3 separate regions of the Mus musculus genome follow, and all the other regions are linked to region 2. Evidence: chromatin contacts called from public HiChIP or PLAC-seq and Micro-C data. All regions are on one chromosome and are shown on one strand. The core of a region is the stretch at or near the end of the contact, and the rest is flanking DNA. Distances in the headings are between cores, read along the strand shown. Region 1 holds the start of E130102H24Rik (RIKEN cDNA E130102H24 gene). Region 2 holds the start of Dnajc6 (DnaJ heat shock protein family (Hsp40) member C6). Region 3 holds the start of Ak4 (adenylate kinase 4).

What was found. A called contact is a pair of places that touch in the nucleus more often than the background predicts. HiChIP or PLAC-seq counts read pairs in DNA pulled down with a chosen protein or histone mark.
Region 1: a contact with region 2 is called in a Micro-C map of embryonic stem cells, with 8 times the contacts expected there. The contact joins the promoter of E130102H24Rik here to the promoter of Dnajc6 in region 2. A contact is called at or near these places in 1 of 39 promoter capture datasets (hippocampal neurons), 1 of 484 Hi-C or Micro-C datasets (embryonic stem cells), 3 of 115 datasets of contacts at active chromatin or transcription factors (embryonic stem cells and epiblast stem cells) and 2 of 9 other capture datasets (embryonic stem cells and pancreatic islet).
Region 3: a contact with region 2 is called in an H3K4me3 HiChIP or PLAC-seq map of embryonic stem cells, with 23 read pairs. The contact joins the promoter of Ak4 here to the promoter of Dnajc6 in region 2. A contact is called at or near these places in 1 of 15 datasets of contacts at CTCF or cohesin (the NIH/3T3 cell line), 3 of 484 Hi-C or Micro-C datasets (all in embryonic stem cells) and 2 of 115 datasets of contacts at active chromatin or transcription factors (both in embryonic stem cells).

Annotation. Positions count from the first base shown.
Region 1 is chr4:101,354,914-101,357,839 of GRCm38.p6, forward strand. E130102H24Rik (RIKEN cDNA E130102H24 gene) reads right to left here and starts at 1,335. Exons shown (of 2, transcript NR_040708.1): 1 at 1,168-1,335. The region is part of intron 1 of 0610043K17Rik (RIKEN cDNA 0610043K17 gene); the gene reads left to right.
Region 2 is chr4:101,549,238-101,552,521 of GRCm38.p6, forward strand. It overlaps Dnajc6 (DnaJ heat shock protein family (Hsp40) member C6), which reads left to right and starts at 1,357. Exons shown (of 19, transcript NM_001164583.1): 1 at 1,357-1,618. The coding sequence starts at 1,432. It overlaps Gm36012 (predicted gene, 36012), which reads right to left and starts at 1,964. Exons shown (of 2, transcript NR_168609.1): 1 at 1,899-1,964.
Region 3 is chr4:101,418,224-101,421,417 of GRCm38.p6, forward strand. Ak4 (adenylate kinase 4) reads left to right here and starts at 1,480. Exons shown (of 5, transcript NM_009647.5): 1 at 1,480-1,742. The coding sequence starts at 1,598.

The DNA of each region.
Region 1 (2,926 bases), core at 85-2,584, 190 kb before region 2:
AATTGCCTAGTTCTAGGAAAGGGGTGGGGGTGGCTATCTCTCCCCATCCACTCTCTCCAATATAAGGCCAGGAGGAGCAAAAGGCACTGCAGAAAACAGCTGTTAGGAAGAATTCAGGAGGCTCCGGGAGGAGAATGCTACGGGGGTTTTGGAAACCGGAACTTGAGGACACCCCCCCCCAAATCCTTTCTTCTTCCCTCCCTCTTGGAAGAGACTTGGGGCTGGGTGTGCCTTCTGCTTTGAGAAGCATTTGGCTCGGTAGAAAGGCAAGGGGCCAGGGTGCGGCCCACAGGGAATAAAAGCTTAGGCCTGGCTCTGGGCTAAGTTTAGTGGGAGATAGAGGAGACCGGAGAAGTGCAGGTCTGAGTGGAAGACCTACTGTGGAATTAAAAAAAAAAAAAACCCTCACTAGGGGCAGGGCGGGAGACACCTCTCTTTTTCAACTTAAACTCAACAGTTCATTGCCGGTGGGAAGAAGGGTGAAGAAAGAGACAAATTTTAACGTAAACTGTGAATTGCAACTTCTGGGGACTAGAGAGGGCTGACGTACCAACGCTATCAGCAGGTGAAAAGAAGCGCCTTTTACCAATTCTGGGGTGTCGAGGTCTGGCCAAGCTCTGGTGGGCAGGGCACTGTCTGGCTTCTTAGCTCACCTCGCCTCCAAAGCGGGAAGAAGCATAGGTGTGGTCTTTCTCCAGGAAGGTGGCAGCTGGCTTCGCGGGGCAAGGGAAAGGATTCCTCACCGGGAAGGCGGGGAGGAGCCCCGGGGTCAGCTGCGGCCAGGAGCCGGGGTCTTCGCCAAGTCCCCTCCCCCTCCTGAAAACCGACCTGGACTAGGATCGATTACAGCAACACCCTCTCGCCTTCCCAATAATTTCGCAAATAATAGTAATAAGCCCAGCCCCTCTGGCGCACGTTTAAAACAAACAAGCAAACAAACAAAAACCCAGAGCCCTGAGCGGTGGAAACAAACAGGTGAGTCCAGGGAGAAGCGGGAAAGAGTGGGGGATAAGAGGGGGGGCGTTCCCAAACGTAAGGGGAAACAGAGGTTCTCCCAACCTCTCTCCATTTTCCTTCCCCCTGCCCCCCAAGAGTCTGCGTGACAGGCTAGGTACCGCAAAGCCCACTCTGACAGCCTTCCCGCAGCCCGCGCCCCCGCCTGCCTACCCTAGGCTCCCGTGTCCAGGCTTCGGGGACCGCGCGGCGCTCGCCCGCACCCCGGCCCGCCACCGCCGCCGCGGGGACTCCGCTCTTCCTCTCTCCGCCTCCTCCTCGCAGACTCCTCCCGCCGGATCCGTCATGTAAACAACATCCCGGCTCTATTTCCAGCGGCCGCGGGACGGCGAGGGAACCGCGCCAGCGCCCAGCCACCGGGCGGGGGTGGGGGGAAAAGCGAGTGCGCCACAGCTCCGGGCCTGGCCCCGAGCTGCCGCCCCGCGCGGTCCGCCGCCTACCGGAGCTGGCGCCGAGCGCCCAAAGGCGTCCAACAGCAGCCTCCGCCCCCGCCGTCGTCTCCGGGCTCCGGGATACGGGGCCGGCCCGGGTGCGAGCGCCGTGCGCGCGCCGCACAGCCGCTCTCTGCGCCCCGCGGGCCGGCCAGGGCGCGCCGCCAGCCCGGGGCCGAGAGCGCAGCACCCGGAGCGCGCACACGGACGCCGCCCCCGCGGCCGCGCGCACCCCGCACCCACCTGCGCCCTCGGGGGTCCCGAGCCCCCCTTTCTTTGTTCATCCCGCTATTTGCATGAGGATTATCTAATGACGCAGCAAGGCTCGCCACAACGTGACCGTCGCCATTTTTCTGTTTTTATTCTAGCTTTGCCATGTGATAGATTGGGGAAGGGGGGGGGGGGGTGGAAAAGGGAGAGAGACAGGATTGAAGGAAAAAAAAAAAAAAAAAAAACTTCCGGGTCTCATGACCGGGAAGGGAGAAAAACAAAAGGGAGACGAGACACAACTCCAGGCGAAGGACGTGGTGCGTGTGCGCGCGTGCGCGCCGGTCTCTCCGTGCCCAGGAGCCGGAGGCTGGGGTGCTCCAAGCATCCTCCCATCATCAGGGTCCGCGGATCCTGGTTGTGCGGGCCTTGTGCTCCATCCTTCTGCTGGGTACCCGGCTGCCTGCCCTTGCCTGGCTCCAGTGGCTCAGTGGTCCATTCAAATAACAGAATCGGAAGACCGCTGCATTTTCTAAGTTGTAAAACAGTTCGCTCCGAGGACCCCCACATGGCGAGGGCAGGGGGAATCAGACCAGTTCAGATTTTCTTTCTGCTTCCTTTTCTCTTTTCCTAAAGCTGGACGCACAGCTTAGGGATGGTTTGTGGCGTTGCGGGCTTTTTGGTTTGGTTTGGTTTGGTTGGGCGAGGGCGTGCATCGTGGCTGGATTTATTGAGGTAGAAATTTAAATAAAAGGTTCAGTGCTAGGAAGGGTTGAGAAGACTGCTGCAGAGCTTTGGGCCGATTCGTGTTCTACCGTGTTAATTCACATTCACAGGACGTGATAGGTGCCCAGAGTTCACGGTTGCTGAAAGGATAAATGTCTGGAACTCTGCCAGGTCTCAGTGACAGAGTTTGGTGCTTTCGGTTACTTGTGTGTGTTCCTTCAAGAGCTTTCACTTTTGTTTCTCTTCTGCGTGCCTCTCGTATGATTGAAAGCAGAAGTGGACCTTAGCGTTGACTAGGGCGCTACCACTTACAGGTGAGAGACACAGGGTAGGTCTAAGCTAAATACCGTGTTAGACCCCAGTTTGTTTGGACCGAGAGACAGCTGAGGGGGTAAAGTAGAGCCTAGCACCGTGCAGCTGTAGTTCCGTTTTGTAACATTCCTGTGCCTAGAACTTAAAGATGGATAACTCAGAACTGCTAACCCCACAGGACTGCTGCGGGGGTTCATGACCTCTTCCGGCACCTTTCTTGAGTGTTGACTCAAATA
Region 2 (3,284 bases), core at 107-2,606:
ATCTGGATAGAAGGCTCTTAATTGCTGTCATTTGATTTTTGTGTCCTGATGTGATCAAAATAATAACAGCAAGAGACAACTATGTAAGCCAACAGGCAGGTCAGGCCGGCACTCTGCCTGTGCCCTGCCCCCACGCACAGCACACATGTGCACTCGTTCTTCTCCTATCACAGGAACATGCCAGAGTGCTTCTGAAAGGTTTGTCCTCTTAGTTTATCCAAGGGCTAGAAGAGGAAAATGATACTTTTAAGTCAACATTTTTATCTGGTCTTTCACCTGAGCTGAGGAGGGAGCCTTCTGAAATACTATCAGGTGAAAACAAGCTTTGGGTGTTTGCATCTTGAGACTGAACACAGTTCATATCTAGATTGTGGAGGCCTGACACTCACACAATGCTGGGGGACTCTTTGAGAATACAAAAAAGTCACAAGCGGACAGCTAGTCACATGGGCTTGCAGAGCCTTCTTCAAGAAGAGGGCCCTGCTGCTAATTAACTTTGTGACAGATCCCCTCTGATAATGGCTGTTTTTCTTGCCTACAACTATGAAAGAAAAATGAGGGGCGAGGCTAGAGGATGGAAAGAAAATCTGGTATATTTCTCTTCCCAGACATCCTTCAAGCCAGCTTGAGGAGTTGAGTTGAGGAGTCCTTTCTCCTTGTTCCTAGGTAAACGATAAGAAACCTGGAAGTGCACAGGACATAGTTGCTGAATAGATCTGGCCCTGGCTCCCTTACCCCCTTTAGCCAGCTTTCATATCCACAGCTCATCCCGTGCCAGGAGCGTGCAGAAATGCCGCTCCGCCTGCTCTGGGTACACAGATGGCCTGCCATCAACAGATTCCTTTTCCCCTCCTACTGGAGTTACAACCCAGTCCACCAGGTCGATCAACCCAGGCGTCTTTCACTTCCAACAAAGACCAGCTGAGTTACATGAAATGGGCGTGCCTGGCTCTCTCTCCAAGGGTGCTGGTCTCCAAGACACCTTCTCCCCTTTTTTTCCTGAAGCACGGCCGCGCTGACACACCCCTCCCTCCGCGTTGTCGTGGTCCCCTCCCCATCCCGCCCCGCCCCGTTTTCCGCTTTCAGCCTCCCTCCCTACGACTCTCCCCTCCTTTACTCTCTTCTGTTTATTCCCTCCCCCTCCAGCCACTCCGGGAGCTGCCCGGCTTTTGCCCGGCTACACCTACACTTCCTCGGGCGCTGTCCAGCCTACGGGTGGCCGGGGCCGGTTGGGTGCGCTGTGCCCGGGGCGGTGGCTGCAGAGCCCTTCCTGGTGGCCGCTCCCTTCTTTCCCTCCTCTTCGCGTCATGTCGGGCACTTGATTATTATTGTTATTTTTTTTCATCCCTCTCTTAGTCTGTCCCGTCTTCCCCTCCCCCTTCCTTTCCCAGGTTGATTTTTTTTTCTTCCCCCTCTTCTCCGGGCTTGCCCATGAGCCTCCTCGGGAGCTACCGGAAAAAGACCAGCAGCGATGGTTATGAATCTTTGCAGCTGGTGGACAGTCACGGGGACTCGAGCGCACGGGGCGCGGCGGCTGGCACGCAGAGGGCGACCGCGGGCGCGGTGCGTAGTCCCGCCCGGCAGCCTCCGCACCGCGCCAGCACCACGGACAGCTCAGGTAGCGGCCGCTGTGGCTCAGTCCTTCGGCCCGGTGCACATCCCCGGTCCAGGCTAGGAGAGGCTGGGTTGTAGGCCATGGCATCTAATACCACATGGTGTAACGTCTCTAATTTCTTTGGTCCAGGGAGCTAAGAAACGTTAGATCCGTCTGGAGGCTCGGTGACATTAGCAAGCACCTCTTAATCTCCCTAGGCTGCTGAATGCACCAGCTGGGGGCGGGGAGATGAGGAAAGGGAGGGGAGGAGAAGGGAGGGAGGGGAGCCAGGGGAGGGTGGTACCTGGAAGCAAAGTGGCTGGTTTCTCCGCCCAACTGTCTGAGCCGAGGTGAAGGAGAAATGCTTGGTGCTTTTGCTGTTTGCAGACCGCTTTTATACCAGTTGTTCCCCTGATGGCTGCTGTTATTTACAATTATGTAAAGCTCCTCTAGGGTTAATGTTTCCTTTCTCCCACGGAAGGCTTTACTGGGATCAAGAGCCCTGTTTAACAACACAGCCCTTACACTTTACACAATGCAATTTGTTTCCTCTGTTGTTGGCTTTGATCTTATCCTTTTGCATGCTAAAATTTCTTAAAGCTCCTCATATAGGGAGTTGGTTCTAAAGTTTGTATCTGTGTTTGCAAGTCTCAGAAAAATGTTTTAATGAGTTACAGACCTCTCAGACTCCGTGACAGTTAGCGATTTGTGTATCAAAACAGTCATCCAGGAATCCCTGCTGTCCAAAGACTTGTGTAAGGGCTGTTTGTGTACTTTTCCAGGATGGGAACCACAGGGGCCGGCTCTACCTTTGTGGCTTTAATCCTGGGGCAGCTAAGGACTCTGGTGGGAGTCATGTTGGGATGAAACCAAGTAGGATTTTATTCCTTGACTTTATAATCACTTGTGGATTTTAATTGTATAATGTCTTTCCTTGGGCTATCATTTTCTATTTCCGTCTTCCTGAAAGTGACATGAAATACTATCCCCAGATATTTGGTTGTTCTAGTTTAAAAAGGAGTTTACTAGTTAAGCTCTGGTTTAAATCAAAGAGGGTACTGGTGTGAGGTTCTCTCGGATCATCTTATATACAGTTAACATTGTTCCTAGTGGACTGCTGTTTTCAGGGTCTGGGAAGTGATGCTATGCTTGGTTATTTGAGCTGTGCCTGTCTAGATCTATGGTACATGAATGCTATTTATCTTCTGGCTCTCCTTCAAAGCTTTAAGAGATTCTTGTACTCTGACCCATGGTCATTTGAGGAAACACTGTGCAGAGAAAGCAGCTCCATATGAGGAATGTGAAGACAGGAGTCCACGAGTGGTTTCTCAACAATCATTTCAGGAGTGGGATTTGTTTTTTTTTTTTTTAAGTATTGTTACAATATAGAAGAAACACATTTTTATGGGAAAAAATGTATTTCCTGGGCCAAGTGATGTCCAAACACAGGATTAAAGTAGAGAATAGAGTCTTTTGGGCCTCTGGTGGGTTATCATTTGGTAGGGACAGCCATTCGAACACAGAAGACTTAGTTAGGTCCTATAGTTCTGAGGACTGGCCTTTTCTCCCCCTATCAAATCAGGTTTTTCAGTAGGTGGAGAGAACAATGAAATGCCTTGTGAAACTGTGGGGGTGGGAAGAAGATACAGTTATGGTTAAAGTACTGTTGCCAGGTGTCTCTTCAACTTCA
Region 3 (3,194 bases), core at 230-2,729, 130 kb before region 2:
GTCGGCCATCACTGGAAAGAGAGGCCCATTGGACATGCAAACTTTATATGCCCCAGTACAGGGGAACGCCAGGGCCAAGAAGTGGGAGTGGATGGCGACGGAGTGGGGGAGGATATGGGGGAACTTTTGGGATAGCACTGGAAATGTAAATGAAAAAAAAATACCTAGTTAAAAAAAAAAAGGCAGTGGCAAAAGCATGGTGAGTTCAAGACCATCCTGGGCTGTGAAGAGAAGCCCTGTCTCAAACAAATCAAAGCAAAGGCTGAGGCATGTGGGAGTATTGGTTGGTATGTGAGGGGCAAGGAAAAGAAAGCCGCCGTTTGAGGTGGTGAGCAGAGTCGAGAGTATTATATCCTTGGCAAAGAAGCCCTGGGATCCTCTGTCCTTCTCTCTCTTCCTCGGAGTACAGCCAAAGTCATCCTTCTCTTCCTCCTCTTCAGGGCGCTGGCATTGGATGGAGCCAGTCAAGGTTTTAAAACTTTGGCTGCAACTATGGGGCCAGGATTCGATCATTTGTTGTTGTTGTATATCAAGCAAAAAGAAGAGCGTTGGGTATACAATAGATCTTTTTTTACTTTTTTTTTTTTTTTTTTTTTTTGAGATTAGGTCTCAATAAGTAAGTAATAAGTTCAGGCCCGCCCACAACTTTCTACTCTTGCCAGGGCCTGCAGTGAACACTGGTGTAAACCACCCTGGTTTAAGGGACAGTCTCAGGCGTTTTGATTCCCTCACAGGGATTAAAACAAAGAGATCTCCACTTTACACTGCTAAGTATATGAACGAATGGTGCGTACATATTCCAAGCCTTCCTCCATCGGTACCTGTAAAGGTTGCATAATAAAATCACACAGCCTAGAATTGGACACAGGGTAGGCGCTCAACAAGTTGTGTTTTTCCTTCCCCTTGACAATAGACCGGGTCCCCAGGCGGTTCCTTTCTCTCTGGGCGTCTTCATCTCCGTTCGCCCCCGCAGCCTCAGCCTGGCTCCGGACACGCCGGGAGGGGAGAGGAGGGGGCGCGGCGGCGGTAGCGTGGAGCCGGCTCCCGGCTTACGTAAGAAGCAGCGAGTCCCGCGCGGCCAGCCCGGCAGAGGCGGCGCCGCCCAGCGGGATCCGGGCTAAGTCTGGCCGCGCTCCTTTCCACCGAGGTGTGTGTCTCCCCGGCTGCTCGGGACGGAGGTGGGCCCCTCCAGTTGCAGGCAGCGGCCACTGTGGGGGGAAGCGACAGTCACCGAGAAGCGCCCGGAGAGCTGCTCCCACTCTGCCCACGTGCGGGGACCGGCAGGGGCTTCCCGGAGTTGCGCGCCTGGACTGGGCAGCAGGGAAGGACTCGGGTGGGTCTGACTGACCTCTGACCCCAGAGGGCCGAGCTTGCAGGCCGGGGGATGGGAGTGGGGGTGGGGTGGGGGCTGCGACGGTTCACCGGAGCGGCCGGGGCCCGAGGAGGTGGCGGAGGGCGGGGCCGAGGGGCGGGGCAGTCTTTAAAGCCTCTCCTTTCCCCTGTAGGGGTGGCAGGCGAGTCCCCGCGTGCGGAGGGTGTCGAGGCAGGGGCTGCTGGGCAAAGTGCGCGGGCTGCCGTCCTGGCCACCGCCAAAGCCATGGCTTCCAAACTCCTGCGCGCGGTCATCCTCGGGCCGCCCGGCTCTGGCAAGGGCACCGTTTGCGAAAGGATCGCCCAGAACTTTGGCCTCCAGCATCTCTCCAGCGGCCACTTGTTGCGGGAGAACCTCAAGACCGGCACGGGTGAGGAGCTAAGGCGGGGGGAGTGAGGGTAGAGACGAGTCTGGCGGGTTGGTCGGGCCGGGAGCAGGGCGGTCGCGGGCTCGGGTCCCCTCGGCGCCGGCGCCCTGCCCCCGCCCGCGTGTGCCCGTGCGGGCTTGTACGTGCCGCGGCGCATGCAGCCGGCCGCCAGCCTGCCCGCCCGCCCGCGCTGCTTAACCGCGCCCGGGGGAGGCCGAGGCTGCTCGGCAGCGCCTCGGACTGCACTGGCCGCACGCGCGTGGGAAGGGACCCTGCACGGCAGGCCGAGGGAAACGCGAGCCTCTCGGCGGGGACCCTAACTGGCCTCTCGTGCCGCCTGCCGAAAGCCGAGCCCCTGGGTTCCCAGTTGTGGTCCTTCTCAACCGCGGGTCGCCTTCCCCCGCGAGGAGACGAGCACCGCGCCGCCCACCTGTGGGAGTCGCGGCCGCTGGCGCTCTGGGACTCTGCGGCTCGCTCCCCCACGGCCTCTCGCGCGCGCTCCAGCCTGGAGCTAAGTGCTGCGTGGCGGTGAAAGGCCTGTGGTCGGTGCAGGCGGCCGCGACGAACTGTCCCTGCTAACCCCCCCCCCCCCTCCTCAAGCCCAGCTTGGCCGCCTGCAGACCCGGAGACTTGTTCTGAAAGATTGCATTTTGAGTGCAGCTTTGCTGCAAGTGGCCTTTTGAGGTTGTCCCTTGGCGGATGCGGTGAAGTTGGGGGTCTAGATCGCCCCATCACTTAGTCTTGCAAGTGTCTCCCTTCTCCCCTCTTCCTCGGTTCCAAAGAAGGTGAGTTATCCGCGTGCTACTGTGGGGCGCAGACCATCCTGGGATGCTGATGAGTGTTAATTAGCAAACCCCTTATGAAATGTGTTGCCCATAAGATCCTTCCCTATTTCTGTTCTCATTTGTGTGCACGGTGGTTATGGCTTGTTATGGGTTAATTGTTAATAAATCTGCATTTCAGAAGCACCTAGGATCATGAACAGGTGGGTGGAGGACAATGTTGGAAAGCGATTAAAAGCAACCTCTTGAAGCATCTGAAAAGCTACTTATTATACCCTGAAGCAGGTTGCAAAGACCAGCCTTTATTTGGACAATCAGGGGTACTTTCCCTCATATGTGTGTCAGAGATAGAAGCGTTTGTGCGTACCGGGTCTTCTAATAATCTAGGCAGGTACCGCACCATGGAGCGACATTCAAAACCGGTTTTAAATTAGAATTTAAAATCTTATTTATTTGTTATTTGAGTGTGGTACTAGCTTTGTGCACGGGGAGCTCCCCGTGTCAAGTGCCTTTATTCATACTTTGATCCACCTCACCTGCCCATAGATTTGAGATAGTTACTGTATCAGTACACTCCACTCCCCAGTGAGATCCATTTTCTCTGTCGACCTTCATGCCTGTATGAACGCTCGGGAAGCACTGTACTCTTGAGCTCCATACAGGCGGTCCCCTC